Regions from separate parts of the Rattus norvegicus genome. Here region 1 is linked to region 2. The links are chromatin contacts, called in public Hi-C maps. All regions are on one chromosome and are shown on one strand. The core of a region is the stretch at or near the end of the contact, and the rest is flanking DNA. Distances in the headings are between cores, read along the strand shown. Region 1 has its middle 190 kb from the start of Cs-ps1. Region 2 overlaps Poc1b (POC1 centriolar protein B).

What was found. A called contact is a pair of places that touch in the nucleus more often than the background predicts.
Region 1: a Hi-C map of Schwann cells shows a contact between it and region 2, with 6 times the contacts expected there. The contact joins two enhancer-like sites. A contact is called at or near these places in 10 of 12 Hi-C or Micro-C datasets (the A7r5 cell line, the Rat2 cell line, Schwann cells and 6 more) and 1 of 1 datasets of contacts at active chromatin or transcription factors (oligodendrocytes).

The regions. Positions count from the first base shown.
Region 1 is chr7:36,297,381-36,301,529 of GRCr8, reverse strand. No RefSeq gene overlaps it. Among named protein-coding and RNA genes, the nearest start is that of Cs-ps1, 190 kb to the left of the region's middle. Within about 2 kb of position 2,664, at least 2 of the 93 cell types and tissues checked have an H3K27ac peak or open chromatin away from gene starts, as enhancers often do. A contact at or near this core is called in Schwann cells, where this site is marked.
Region 2 is chr7:35,874,800-35,878,904 of GRCr8, reverse strand. It overlaps Poc1b (POC1 centriolar protein B), which reads right to left. Exons shown (of 12, transcript NM_001398583.1): 10 at 2,715-2,795. Among named protein-coding and RNA genes, the nearest start is that of Galnt4, 65 kb to the right of the region's middle. Within about 2 kb of position 2,339, at least 8 of the 93 cell types and tissues checked have an H3K27ac peak or open chromatin away from gene starts, as enhancers often do. A contact at or near this core is called in Schwann cells, where this site is marked.

The DNA.
Region 1 (4,149 bases), core at 1,415-3,914, 420 kb before region 2:
ACGGTCACAAAACCCTTGGAGAAGCAGTCCACACGTTCATCCGCTCCTAAGAACACATATACGACATCCCATAACAGGATGTTGTGGATGAGACAAATTTTGTCATGACACAGAGTCAGTATCTTGTAATGAATCCTTGGAAATACCACTTGAATATTTCCTCTCGTTGCTACTCAGTGACATGGTTCGTGGTTGCTTCTACCTTCTCCATCTAACTAAGAGCCTGGAGCTGGAAGGTTCTACAACACAGAGCTCAGCCCCAGGCATTTTCCTTATCGGTGTGCACAGACCATACCACAAACATTTGCAGTAACCAATTCCGGCTGCCAAAAGGTGGTTTATCTATCCCACATCTATTTAATGAGCACCTACTAAGTAACGTACATTGGGTTTTGTGCTCAGAGTAGAAAATAAAATTAAGTACTTGCATTATATTACTGAACAAGACAGAGCTAAGGAAGCACAGAGTAGAGCAATACAGAGACTTTCTGAGTAAGAACAAGGTGCCGTGTGAGTGCACAGTTATAGTACTTAATACTTCTTTTGATACGGCTTAGTCACCTACATTTCTGCACATATTAACTTTTCCGAATCTCTTGATATTCCTAAAAGGAAACAGAGTGCACAGTGCTTTAGGCACTTCTGGTCTTTCGCTGTTGCTTTTTTAGGACAAACGAGTTCCGTAGTAGGAGAATTAAGATTTCCTGGCAGGAGACCCAACAGACCATGCTGCTTGAGGAATGAGTTCGACTCCATTAGATATCTCGGAGGAAGAGAAACCTGGTTGAATGATAATGAACCTCATTATCATTAGCCCCAGCAAGAGTGCCTCAGCCCCAGGAACTCTACTTCCGTGTCCTCTTCAACAGCTGAGGAAGCTACAGAGCCAAGAGGTCATGCCTCCTTCAGACTACCACCTGTCCTACCATAGATCCCACTCACTAATCCAGGACACCAGAAGTTCCCACTTCAGTAGCCTGAGGCCCTGTGCTGAATGTCCTAAGACCTCTATCTCAAATATAACCTAGTAAGAGTGAAATGAGATGATGTCTGCTGTTAAAGAATGACCTGTACAGGGATGTGATATGAATGGCCCCTGGAGGTGCAGGTTGAATGTCCACAGATCCACATGGAAATCCTTTTGAGGGACTGTGAAAAGATGGGGTAGAAAGTGAAGGCTAGTGAATATTAGCTATGCTCTCCTGGGCTCTAACACGCTGATGCTAAATTCTAGAGTCTAAGAAATCTAGAATCTAAACTTAGCTTTATAAAGCATTTTAAAAGTGGCTTGGTTTTTAATCAAAAGATGGAGGTTATGTATTTTATTATAAACCCAGAAGTGGAGCACAGCTCATTCCAAGCAAGCTGTCTTTCTTTCGCATTAATCTGTCTTAGTTCCAGCGTCACTTACCTTCTCTGACCCGCCCCCTTCTCTTGTCCCTTCTATGTTAGCTTCATGGAAATACTTTAAACATTTAGAAATATGAGAAATATTCCCAAACTCTGAGCTTTGCAAACGTTTAGGACTAGATAGAAGAGGATTAGGTACCGTTTGTCAGGGAGATTGAAAGTAAACAAATAAAGCTGGAAGCTAGAAGCTGAAGCAGAGAAAAAGAGCACCCCGGGCGGGCGGGCGGCGTTCAGAGGAGCGCAGGTGCACCTGTGCGAATTGCTAGCTGGTGGTTTGAGTTTGATGGTGAAAGTAATGGAGACCAGGAAGGAGGCCCAGCTGGAGAGCAGATGCTGGGGTTAGAGACCTGATCTGCTCTCCTTGCCAAAGAAATACCTCACACACATTTATATTTTTTTTCCTCTCATTCCTTTGCTTCTATCTAGAGTTGATGGTTGAGGCAAGGAGAAAGAGAGACTATGAAAATGCCTGTTGTTATAATAGCGTCCAAGAGTCCAAGTAGAAAGGCATGTGGCCGATAGAAGAGCCAACATCTAGGGGGAAAACCAGCAATTCTGTCGCTCTTAACTAGCTATTCTATGAAATCACAGCTGAGCCAAAGCTCCAAAACCTAGGGACATCCGTAGCAGCACAAGGCAGCCAATCAAAATAGGTCTATCAAAATAGGTGACCAGAACGCTAAGATAGGTCCTTGCACAAGAGATCCAGAATGTTGGAACGAGGCTTGCTTCTCCTCCGAGTCTTGTAACTTACTGGGGTTCAGCAGAAGACTCCCAGATGTTGGCTGGAATCTAAGAGGAAGGCCGGTGGCCAGGTGGGCTCTCTCTGTTTCTAGACTTTGCAAGGCCTTATCGACCTCATAAGTGATGGACATTGGACACGCAGCATTCCACTTCTGTAACTTAGAGATATAACATACAGCTACGTGGTAGCTATTGATCATATTTTCTTACTAAAAACAGTATAATTACTTCACGGAAAATTTTATTTTCACTGCTTTGTATAGTTTGTTGTGGGGGAGTGAAGGGAGCGGGGAACAGTAGTACCCCCTAGTTAGTGTACCCCCTAAACGATACCTCCCATAAACAATAGACCTTTCTCCATCCTACAGTAGAGTCTGGCCATAGGGACTGTTAATCTATCAGACTCCCACAGTAAGACTTGAAACTGTGAGCTGGTGAAACACAATGGTGAGGTCAACAGAAACGCAAAACATTCCAGCAGCAGGCGCCTCTGAGATGTTCAGAGGCATAGCCGAGACAGTAGCCGGAATTCTGGGGCAGGCTCTGGGCCCGACTGCCCCAGGAGAATGATCTTAGAGGTGAAAGATGCGGCCCACTCTTTTCCCAAGCAGCCTCCCCAACCCCCAGCTTTCCATATCCACTTAAGTAAACCCCCACACTATTCCCTGTAAAGCAAACCAGTCAAGCAGCCCCTTTTCCAGCATCCTGAGTAGTTCCTGCCTCCAGGCAGTGATCACCAGCGAGGTTAAAACCTCCAACCGACACTAGGAATTATTGGTAAGAGCACAGATTTTTCACACAATCGCGGTTTATGGTGGGGAAGCAGTGGCTCCCCCAGTTTTAGCGAAGGACTTTTAACACAATGCCACCTTTCACCACTGCGCCTTCTTGTCAAATCCCCCAGTGTGCTAACTGTAACAAAGCCACTTGGCTATCAGTTTACTACAGAATGGGGTCATCAAAGAAAAGAGAACTTTTTTTCTTTTTTACATCTCTGAAGTCCAGTGATTCCTGATATGACGGTGAAAGGCAGGCCGGTTAATTCGATGAGCTAGGGGGAGCCTGCGGTGCTGATGGAGGAGGGATACTGGGGAGTTTAAGTAGTGAGCTTAAGGGAGACGGAGAAGTCAATATATTGCTCCCCTCCCCCCTCCCGGGGCCGTCAATCCTGGTTACTGATCACACTTAAGTAGAAAGATTCTCCTTTAAAATGTCATTTTGAAAATTAAAACACATACACACATATGCAACTAAGCAGATGTTCCTATGCCACCGCCTCCTCCTCCTCCTCCTCTTCCTCCTCCTCTTCTTTCTCCAGCCTCACAGGAAACACATGTCTGTGTTGTCCTAAGTCCAGTTACTAATTAGCATGTTTCAGTAGCACATTTTAGAGAGGATGGAGAGGACTTTAAAGGGATTCCTTCCTTTCAAATGGAGACAGCTGGTCTTAATTACCAAGCAGGAAGAGAATGTGCCAATAGATCCTTGAAAAGCCAGAGTGGAGCAAAATGCCCGGGAGTCTTCGGTGCCTGCTGGAAGGGTTTCTCGTTAGAGGTAGGAAGGAGTTGCGTGCTATCTACAACTTCACCTTATCCCAGCCAAGCAGCTGTCTAGCTTCATCACCCTGCAAAGGAGGTGGGTAACTCTGCCCAAGAGCTCAATAAAATCAAAGGTCATTTCACATCATGCGTGCAAATTTCATAGACATGAGGTCAGAGCTGGGAAGTAAAATACGTCACCCTCCCTCAAAGATGCCTAGCTAGATAGGAGCTGGGATCTTTTCCTTTTAAAACCAACACCAAGGACAAATGACTCAAAGCTCATCTTTATAATTAATGGAAGGACAGTTGGTCCACACATCCAAAATGATTCCTGGGGCGAAGAATATCTTAAGACTAGCAAGACGGTTCAGAGGGTAGAAAAACCACTTGCTTGGCCAAGCTCCGTGACCTAAATTCTAGCCTAAAAAGAAGAGAAACGTGTGTTGCAGCCTGT
Region 2 (4,105 bases), core at 1,090-3,589:
CTCTCCTCAGCTCTAGGATTACTGGCTCTCCCCACTACACCCAGCTTTATACACGGTTTTTGAGAATTCAGATCCCCCTGCTTCCATGGCACGTACTTTACAGACAGAGCTATCTCTTTAGTTCTCCAGTCTTATTCCTATTTGAGGAGAGTGGCAAAGTGACTCTGGAACACCCTACCTGTGCAGCCACATCGTAGATGGTAGATGCTAAATGGCTATGAATAATCTCCTCCCAGGTTAGCGATGGAGCTCAGGGTTTCAAGCATGCTAGCAAAACCTCAACTGCTGGGCTATTCCTACCCATCTCTGACTCAAAATTTGATGGCAGACCCATGGCCCATTTCTGTGAAAATATTAAGACTCAACCAGAACCCTAAAGAAAAAATTCTTTAAAAAGCCAAAAAATTATATAGGTGACTTGAATGAATCAAAATAAAATTAAGGTATTTGAGAAGATAAACAGTTTAAAACCATGTCTATATGGTATATGGTATATGGTATATAGTATATGGTAGCCAATACTAACCTTTTGCAGAGAAACACCTGGGGGGTGGGAGCAACTGTGCTTTAAAAATACAGATTGGTAACAACTGATTTTGATGGGCAAATATTATATCAAAATTTCTGTCAGGCATCAGAGACAGAAGTGCAAGCCACAAAGATGCCACCGTTACACTGCATGCCTAACTTCCTCTCCACAGGGAGACACGAGAGGGCCGCTAAGACTCACTTTAGTGTAGCTTCTGTGTGCTGGGCAAACTGCTATAGACACACGTTCCCAGCCCTTTGTCTCTCCAAGTCTTTACTATATAGTTCAGATAGCCTCAAACGCAAAACCTCCTGCCCCTGACTTCTGAATTCTAAATTAGAATGTGCCATGGTGCTTGGCATGGCTACTTTTAAAATCATCCCTTAGAATCTTTCTTGTAAAGTGAAGTCACTGATATTCGACTGGCTCTGTTTCAAAAAGGCATTTTCACATTTCTCAGGCCAGTGCTCCCTTCTTGTGGACAACTGACTGTTTTATGGAGTGCTCCCCTCTTGTGGATGACACTCCTACATCAAAGTCCCACGCATACCACATAAACTAGCTGACTCTGGTTCCCCTGGGTTATCTTCAAGGGATAAGTACCCTTTTGTTCTAGCTGGTGACAAGCCCACCTTCATAGCAAACTCTTGAGAACACTTAGAGTCTTCAAGTCGGGAAGTTTTTGTGTGTTTGCTTGTTTGTTTATTTTTTTGCTTTTTGAATACACTGTAGCTATTTTCAAACACACCAGAAGAGGGCATCAATCCCATTACAGAGTGTTGTGAGCCACCAGGTGGTTGCTAGGAATTGAACTCATGACGTTTAGAAGAGCAGTCAGTGCTCTTAACTGATGAGCTATCTCTCCAGCCCCAAGTCATGAGTCTTTGCAAAGCTTAAAGGGTACTTGGCAGGGAGAGTATGTCTCAAAAAGTAGAACAAAAACCCTGAGATAGTTTCTAGGTCAGGAGCACTAAATTTTAGCCTGCTAGTTAGGTCACAAGCTGCCTATCTCCAGGATACAAAGTCAGCTCACTGGAATATATAAGGTCAATGTCATGGGCTGTGTCAAATTCATTGAAGACTAACTACGGCAAAGCTCTGTGCCAAGTTTCAGATAGCTGGTTAACGTTTAGTTAAATTCCACTGCACAAGTCGCTCCTTCGTGCGGAAATGCTGCTGGGTTATAGATGTGAGCACAGTAAGCACAGATCAGCTCCACCAGACTCACGCCTTCCCTTTCACAGTGAGCGCCTGCTTGCTGCTGTGTGGCTCTTGTCACTGCATCTTCTCAGAGAAGAACATTAACTAACGATGAAAGGACACTTCATAACTGGAGAACTGGAGCACTTCCTCAGTGCAGGCAGAACTCCTTTGCACCAGATACTCTTCTTGGCATCTGCTAGAGTCGATATGTCAGGCTGTGTTTCTTTAAAGTTTTACCCACAATACTGAACTAAATGGACAGCTTAGCAGCAATGCTGTCAAAGGCAGCGCTGTTCTTCCTGCTCTTCGAGCAGGGCTTGCACTAATCATCAGGTTACTGTGATTGGTGTAGAAGAGAGGGCAACTCAGAAGGTAAAAGGCTCAAGTTGTTTCTGAAGCCTTCAGATGCTCAAACTATAAAACACACAGATAACTTTTATAAACATAAATCTAAGTATTAGGGATACTTCATTTCTGGACAACCCATTGGGAATAACAAAACAGAGCGGAGGAATTGCCATCTTCGAGCAGTGGAGCAGAGCCTGCTCTGTGACAGCAGTGTAGGGGCCCAGGGCAGGGAGCAGGGCACAGCGAGCAGAGGACAGGGGCCAGCGGGTGGAGGCCAGGGGGAGCAGGCAACAGGGTAGGCAGGAAGTAGGGGGCAGGGAACAGGGAGAAGACAGCAGGGAGCAAGTGGGGGGCGAGAGGGGCAGAGGGAGGAAGGCAGGAGGCAGGGGACAGGGTAGCAGGGTAGCAAGGAATTAAGTAGGGAGGGTGAATTAGACGGAGTTTAATGTCTTCAAAGGTAAAACTGTTCTGGAAATGGTTGCTGCTCCCCCTGGTGGTTTTTTAGAAACTTAGAAATGACTTTGCTGTGCTGAAATGTTAGGTTGCCAGAGTTCACATTTTATTCCTGACTCTTACAGGAAATAGACTGTGATAAATGGTTTAACAATGCTTAAGTTAAAGAAAAATGACTTACTGTGGTTGAATCAAAAGAAAGGACATCCACAACTGGGGGAGAAGAACTGTGCAAGTCCATTACCTCAAGTTTTGGATTGATCTGTGTGCACACGTAAAACAAGTTAATGTGATATCTTTTCTCATAAGGGACCGATACTAAAGAACCACAGAGTATTTATAATATATTCTAAAAATAATGCATGTACTCATTGATAAAGACACAAATATTGGCAAAATATGAATTCACTAACCCTACCAACATTTATGATATTGACAATGTTGAACTTAGGCAAGAAATGGTCATTTTCATATTTTAAAAGCAATGTAATTCACCTACAGAGGAATATTAAAATAGAAAGACCCACCTCAAGAAATGCAGAAAATATCCTAGCCAGTACATTAAAACAAGAAGAAATAGAATGTTAAGATGTAAGAACCAGAGAGGAAATTATAAACTTTCATTTAAAAAACGCAGTGATTACCAATGGAGAACTAAGCAGAATCTACTTCTGAGTCCCCAGCCCCACTAAGAGAACCAAAGGACACTGTTAACCCCACTCAACGCACAAACCCAAATGGATTTCAACATGAACTTAAAATACAGATAGTATTAGAAGGGCATGTGTAATACTATAAAACTGAAGAAAATCCGCCAGGAATGCATGTGAAATTTTAAGACATCATTGACATGAAAGTTTCAGGTAAACAAAGCTATACTGTGGATGGCTTGGAAGCAGGCCAAATAGTAAGAAGAAACCAATAGTAAGATTCAATGGCATCAGTCTACAGCACGGATGATGGACCGTTTTAAAAACTGGCAAGGAACACAGATCCCAGCTAGGAGGGGATGGCAGGAGGTGAGCGGAACCCAAATGTGATGAACAACCAGTAAGACCAGCAAGAGTAAACAACTACAGTCATTGTTCAACCAGAGGTGGAGAAGAGCATCTGAAAAACCAGAAAAGCAGAAGCTGCCAGCGAGGGGAAAGGCACTTGTGATCACAGCTGCTGTGGGAGAGTTGTGCCGCCATGAGGATCATTACGATGTTGAATACAGGAACGGGCGGATATCTAAAATCTATACACAAGCTTATCCACGGAAATGTAGAAAACAGAAATTCCATGAAAACATCTACAGACGTGAGACCCTAATGGCTAATGGGCTTGCCTTCATAAACTCATTATCCGAGGGAAAAGTGGAAACGGTAAGAAACACCATTGCAAACACCAGAGTGCTCCTCCATATTGTCAGCAGTGCGCATAGCACTTTGTAACCAACGCTAAGCTATACTGTAGAGACTGGCTGTGAGGTAAAGTCACTGAGACACCACACGGCAGTGAAGTCGAGGAGAACACAGCTCTGCACACTATATAAGTAGGTCAGGTCACGTTATACATACATCTCAGGGT